Linked DNA regions of Mus musculus: region 2 is linked to region 1. The links are chromatin contacts, called in public HiCAR-type maps. All regions are on one chromosome and are shown on one strand. The core of a region is the stretch at or near the end of the contact, and the rest is flanking DNA. Distances in the headings are between cores, read along the strand shown.

Evidence for each region. HiCAR-type assays count read pairs that join an accessible place to other places.
Region 2: a HiCAR-type map of fibro-adipogenic progenitors shows a contact between it and region 1, with 4 times the contacts expected there. The contact joins two enhancer-like sites. A contact is called at or near these places in 1 of 15 datasets of contacts at CTCF or cohesin (pro-B cells), 1 of 484 Hi-C or Micro-C datasets (bone marrow-derived macrophages) and 1 of 115 datasets of contacts at active chromatin or transcription factors (fibro-adipogenic progenitors).

Annotation. Positions count from the first base shown.
Region 1 is chr15:67,634,645-67,637,965 of GRCm38.p6, reverse strand. No RefSeq gene overlaps it. Among named protein-coding and RNA genes, the nearest start is that of 1700012I11Rik, 410 kb to the right of the region's middle. Within about 2 kb of position 1,600, at least 25 of the 459 cell types and tissues checked have an H3K27ac peak or open chromatin away from gene starts, as enhancers often do. A contact at or near this core is called in fibro-adipogenic progenitors, where this site is marked.
Region 2 is chr15:68,164,115-68,167,674 of GRCm38.p6, reverse strand. Zfat (zinc finger and AT hook domain containing) reads left to right here. Exons shown (of 16, transcript NM_001145888.1): 10 at 1,749-1,922. Among named protein-coding and RNA genes, the nearest start is that of Zfat, 93 kb to the left of the region's middle. Within about 2 kb of position 1,459, at least 79 of the 459 cell types and tissues checked have an H3K27ac peak or open chromatin away from gene starts, as enhancers often do. A contact at or near this core is called in fibro-adipogenic progenitors, where this site is marked.

The DNA of each region.
Region 1 (3,321 bases), core at 351-2,850:
AAGTAGCATCACTGTACACTCAAATCCTAACCAGAAACCTAACATGCAACATGTTCTTAAAGAATGTGATTGAATGAATGTGTGTGTGACTAAAGACAGTGCACAGATAAATCAACACAATAGGAGAATAAAGGGGTAAATAAAATATTGTATAGTTCAAAGCCTCCATTGTGTTAATATTTACATGGTGATTTCCCCTGGCTACTGTGAAGATTATCTCAAGAATCACCAACATCTTGGCCAAGAGGCCATTGAAAGGACCTAAACATATCCATCCATAAAGCAAGCAATCTCATAACACTGTCATTCATGCAAATGCCACAGAGTACCATGGCAGAAAAAGAAAAAAAAACTTGATGAAAATAAGAGACTTCACAAGGGCCTGAAACTCAAGTTCTCTTAAATGGAGCATCATCTGTCTGCTATAACAAAGCTCTTTCCCAAGTGTGACGCAGAGCTATGGCCCCTTGCAAATGATTTCAGCTTACTCTGACTTAGAATATTTAGTTCATTTTTACAAGTGGAAATAATAAGCCCAGAGGAAATATTATGAAAATGAATCTGTAAACACTGCAATTGAATGTAATCGTGAGCAAGTCATAGCTTAGACTAATGAGGAATAAATTATGCTGCAATGCAAAATGAGATTTCTTTCTCAGCATGAATGCTGGGAGACAAAGCCCATGTGAATCTTCACGTAAAGATCCAACCGAGTGAGATGCTGAAATACTGACCCATGTTTGGAAAGAATCACAAATCAGCTGCCTGAGCTTGAACATGGTAAAAACATTACAACATCTTTGCAGGAACCACATTGTTTTGCACAAAATCTTTCTCAAACTCTACACCTTTCTTCTTTTCCACTTATAGAGGACATGGGCTCGTGAACTTCCTTGGGGTGCATATCACCAGATTTGCTGATCTGCATGCCATATTTTACCCCAAAGATACTGCTGCTGGCAGTGTTGGATTTGGGAACCAGGATTGTATTGCCTTTTCATTCTTTTATCCTTTATTTCCATTTAGATTAAAAATTCAATTCAGTTGACTCCATCTGTTAGGCCAGTTATTGTCTGACTATGATCACATTTTGTCTATCTGCTGACCAGAGAATTGACTTTTAAACTCTATTCTGCAGGTTTTTCTTATTTGAGATGCATTTCTACTCTGCATATCTGAGTTGGATACACCTAGTTAATGTTCTGGGTTTTAAATGAAAATCTGCCATACAAATTCCGGTCTCCATCATCTTTATCCTTAATCCTGATCTCTTAGCCCTAGCCCATTGTGAGCTATAGAACTAACTTTTGTACATGTGTAGCTCCCTTCTGATCCATTATCATCTGAACCTGGCAATGGCAACCAGTCTCTTCAGTGAGTCTCACCATTGTATCTACATGCTCTTGAATAGAGCTATGACAAAAGGAGCAGTGTGGAGATGACAGAGAGCAACTGAAAGGGCAGATCACAAAGTCAAAGTGACTTCTCCCTTGTACTGTTCTGGATTACATAATCTTTCAGATGCTTACTGACCTGCTGTGAGGACTCTCAAGAAGCCTCGTGGAGAGAGTATTTGAAGCTCCCTGCCAACATCTAGCTCTCATTTCCTGCCAACAATTTGTCAAGCATGACCATGAGTCATACTGGAAGTGGGTCCCATAGTCCCAGTCAAAACCTCAAGTGATGGCAATCAGGGCCAAAATTGAGACTACAATGTCTTGTCATTCCACAATCTAAAGTACTTTTTCCTTTTAAAAAATTTAGCCTGTGCATAGGAAAAGACAATGCCCAATTTGGAACAGGGATGTTAGGACTTGGTCCAAGTATCAGTGCCTCTCTTTACTATGGGCAGCCACTATCTCCCACAGCTCACGACAACCTGGCCTCTGTCTTCTCATCCTTGAATAGATGAAGGAGGAGGTCGAGCACCCTGTAGCAGAGAAGCATAAGTATGCAGCCTTCAGTAGCCATGAAGGATATACAGAGCAATAGTGTATTGCAGCCCTTAAACTTTTGCCCTGGGAAAAGAGTCTCTTAAAAGTCCCCATCCTCAGCCGGGCATGGTGGCACATGCCTTTAATCCCAGCACTCGGGAGGCAGAGGCAGGCAGATTTCTGAGTTCGAGGCCAGACTGGTCTACAAAGTGAGTTCCAGAACAGCCAGGGCTATACAGAGAAACCCTGTCTCAAAAAACAAAAACAAACAAACAAACGTCCCCATCCCCTTCCTTTAGAACTTGACTTAGCCAAATCCCTGTCCCATAATCTCTTGCTATACAAAAAAAGAAGCTGATCATAATCTTCAAAGAGAGGGAAGTTTAGAAATTGAAACAATTTAACTTAGATATTGGGTTTTGTTTTTAATACCTAAAGGATTCTATAGGCACATTTTATGTGCCTAAGACTTTTCACATCCACTATCAAAGAGACTGATTTACAAACCCATTGGTGGTTAATCAATAACAATTGCAAGCAAAATGTCCTCTATAGGTAACCTTCCATAAAGTCTGGGCTTCTCTCAGCTGAAGCCTAGTTAATCAAGAGATTCAGAACTATAAACTCGATGTGACAGTGGCACAAGGTGATGTTCAGGCTACAGTGTGACCTCTACAACTTGCCAGGTCAGTCACAGACTTGTCCTTGTACCTCAGCTGTTAAATGTGTCCAAAGACTGATCAGTACTAGAATCCAGATGACATAAAAAAGGATAGCAATTGAAATGGGAAGAAAATCATCTCCTGGCTTGTAAACCCAACTTGATCCATGGGACAATGACAGACAATAAATGTGGAGCTACATGAAGTCATTTTTATAGGTACTTTATGAGTATAATAACCAGGAGAAGGGCAGCCCATGCCTGAAGTGCAGTCATGGTTTATGGAAACGATCACCCTACTTAGTTCTTTCTCTGTATCTTCTTGTTGCATGTATCACAGAAAAATGAGCTAGTGATTTCTAATTATGCATAAATATATAAATATATGCCTTTCTTTCTGAGAACTGAAATGAACTTGAAATTTTTTCCTTTTTTTATACTAATTAATGTGTTCTTATTGCAGCCCATTTATACTTAATGATGCATCCAACAGCACTACAAATTGAAGATGTAAATGATGTTATATTTTTTTATACGTTTAGCTTTTTTTTTTTTTAACCTTGTAATATGTCATGGGGAAATAGAAGGAAATTATCAGGCTTGGTTCATTTCCTAGGTTAGAAAAGAACACTTTGCAACTTTCTTCATTAATTGAAAGTTTGGTTCCTTCGTGGTCCTACTTAATTCCTTTAAGCCCATTCAGCCAGCCAGAGAGGCATTTGAGCA
Region 2 (3,560 bases), core at 210-2,709, 530 kb before region 1:
AAAAGTAGTGGGAACTGGGATTTGGACCCATGCTACATGATTCTAAAGCCCTGTTCTTTACATCTTTACTGACTCGCACTAAGAGAAAGCGATACCTCCCATGTGGAGGCAAGAAAGGAGGAGTTGACAGTGGTGACGAGATGAATACCTATATGTCATTTTCTGAGGGCACTGAAGGAAGTCATTGCTAGGAGTTTTCTCAGTAGAGAAGGAGGCAGAAGCCTTTGTGTGGAGATTGGTTTAGGATGGTGCTCAGGGGAGTCGTCTGGGAGTGGTCAGAGACAGACCACGAACCTGACGCTGATGCAAATCCAGGGAGATGGCAGCCTGAGGATTATAAATCTGTTCCCCTGGGGGATAATGCTTGCATGGCAGACAGAGGTCTGGAGTGGGAGAGCGTGGTTCAGTCTTTCCTTTCTTTGTATGTGACGCAGGATGGGACAAATATTCCATCTTCTGGTCACTTTTCCATGAAACACAATTATAAACTGCCTTGAGATTTGCTGCAGGCATCAGTGAGATGGTCTCCTACATTCCTCAGAAGAAGACCCTGTGTATGTCCAGGCTTAATGTATAGCCAACACTATGCATTCAAGGACACGGGGTGTCAGTATTCCATACCAGGCTTAATGTATAGCCAACACTATGCATTCACAGGACACGGGTGTCAGTATTCCACATTGAACTTCTGGAAGAAATCTCTCAATTTGAAAACCTTCTGAATTCTGAGAAAGGTTTAGGAAACGAAAGGCTGCAGTTTTAGGATGGAGTGTTCATGGCCTGCTCTTTTTCACTTGTCTATGAATTTCTTTATAATGATGGAACTGTAAAGGATAAAGAAAAGCCTACTTACCCACATTACATTATTCGCGAGTCTTTGGAGCTAATCACTGCAATTGCACTGTAAGTATTCTTTCTCCCAGCTCACTCCCAAAATAAAACATGGAAAAAGAGCAGCAGTAGGCAAATGCAAAAGATAAGCATGAAGACTAACAAGAAGGGGCAACATAAGATAAGTCTGGGGACTCTCCATAGTCATAGGTGTTGATCACACGTGAGGAACTTCATTCACACGGTGGGCAGGTGCTCAGAGAGTCTAACAGTTCAAAGAGGTCAAGAAATGCATTTGAGATGAACCACGACAGCAGTTCTCACACTGGCTGGGTGGGGGAAAGCAATACAAGTGGAGTAGGCACAATAGCTTGGGAATAGTTACATGTGAGTCATGCAGAATGTCCAGTGTTTTGTGCTTCTGTTTATGTTATGAATGGGAATATTCTTCCAGACTTGACCTGAGTGCCTGATCCTATTGATTTTTGCAAAGAATGACGTGGCCTATAATTTTATTTAGTTTAACTCAGTTGAGTTGGATTTAATGACTGCTTTGTAAGTTGGGCAGGGTGTCTGTCTTCAGGGAGTTACCAGACTGTAGGGAGAGCAGAGGTGATCAAATCACTGTGGTATGCAAGAGCATTTTGGCAGGAGGGAGCTGTAGGATTACAGAATGCTGATAGGCAGCTAGAACTGTCCTGAAGCCGAGGCTTGGGAACCCTGACTTCTGCGGTATTTCTGTAAGGCGGAACAAGATGAGGTCGGCCAGACATGAGGTGTGCGGACACGTTGGGAGTAAGCAAGTATACTGCTCTGTTCAGTTGGATGTTTTATATGGTGTGAACTGTTCTTTGGGATCCCCACCCATGTTTGCACAGACACGTGTAAATGTACAGCTATCCATTTCTCGTTGGTAGGTGTGAAGCCCTTCAAGTGTTCTCTGTGTGAATATGCAACTCGTAGCAAGAGCAACCTCAAAGCTCATATGAATCGTCACAGCACTGAGAAGACCCACCTCTGTGACATGTGTGGCAAGAAATTCAAATCCAAAGGGACACTGAAAAGTCATAAGCTCCTTCACACGTCTGATGGTGAGTTCCCAAGCTCCAGTGGCCTGTAAGTGCAAGGCTGGAAGCTGGCATGCCAAGGCCAGCAGAGACTGTCCGATCCCGGGTAACAGGAAAACACTAGACTTCACAGGATGTACAATCTGAAAGTGCACGTGGTCCTAGCCTGTCTTTCTTCTCACCAGGGCTAAGCACTGTCTCCCTTCAACATGCTCTGCATAAACCCCTGTGGGATACGTGAGCATGTGTCATAAGCAGGGAGAGGTAGACTGCTGGAGGAAGTAAGATGTTAATGTTTGGTTCTGGAAGTTTCTGTCCTCTTTAGCCTTCCATCTCACCTTGAGCCTGATTGTAAGGATAGCTGTGCTGGCACCTGGCCTGATGTTTTTAACATCAAAGCTACCTCAGGGTTTTTACTGATAGGGCTTAGCCTGAAATGTAATCAGTATGAATTCCTGTGGTTGTGAGCTGTGAAGGTGGGTTCTGGGCGCAACAAGGCCATAAGGATCAGTTCCTGTTTCTAGGTGGGATAACAAAGAGCAGGTATGTATTTGAAGGTAAGTGTCTGATTATGGAGAGCTCAGAAGCCTAAGGGTCAAGGCTCAGGCACAGAGCGTTCATAACACTTTCTGATATGGGCTTCACAGAGGAAAGACATTGAGAAACACAGGTAGCCAAACCATACTAGAAAAAGTTTTGATTTAATTAGAAACCTCAGTTGGTGGGAGGTACTTGTGACTGCTCCATGTTACAAGGTTAATAAAATTTCTTAATATATGGTTCTTGCAGCGTAATTAGACATAAGAATTAGGGCTTAGTGAACAGATTAATGTAAGTTCCATGCTGATTCCAATTCTGGAGCTTAGGAGATGATGTGTCTATCATATCTGGCCTCTGTTGGGTATCTGTCCTGGGAGTCAGCCCTGCTGGGTGTGTGCTAGCTGCTTCCTTGGCAAGAGTCAGACTGAGCTTGCGGCCCTTAGTGGGAAAGGCTGAATTCTTGGTTATGATTCCTCGGAACTACAGTCAGGGACTTGGGGGGTGTTGAACCAAGGCCACAGCCATGGCTATTGATCAGTACTTTCTTTAAAAAGAAAAACGCCATAATCAAGATGAAACCCATGCAGGGTTGGGTGTGCTCAGTGGTAGAGTACTTGCCTTGCCTGGATGAGACTTTAGGTTCAATCACTAAGCAGACAAAGAGATAAACTAAGTAATATAGGCCATCACCTAGGGATAACGAAAGCTTTTGTGTCGTGTAACTAGTTAGGACGGCTTCACTTTCTCAGACAGTGGCCTTGCTGATCTTGCATTCCCTGAGTCTTTTTGCAGGAGCTGTGTTCCTGCATGTATGTGGTAGCCTGTTTCTCCCTAAAGTCTGTACTCGTGAATGCCATCAAGCCCCAAAGCCACGGTCGTCTCAGTGTCTCCTGAGTTGTGGTAACATCATTCAAGGAGACTTTGAAAGGGTACAGTGATCTGAAGTTTGACTCTGAAGTCTGGGTCAAGGCCATGGAAAGCCATCTACTCAGACAGACCCTGGATAGCACCTTTGCACATGGAGGGACGGGATCATTAAGAGTGGTGTGGTTAAAAAGAGGAATATGGCCTTCCTGCAAGGGAATAGCCTGGCAAATATGGTGGAGTCTTTCCCAGCAAAGC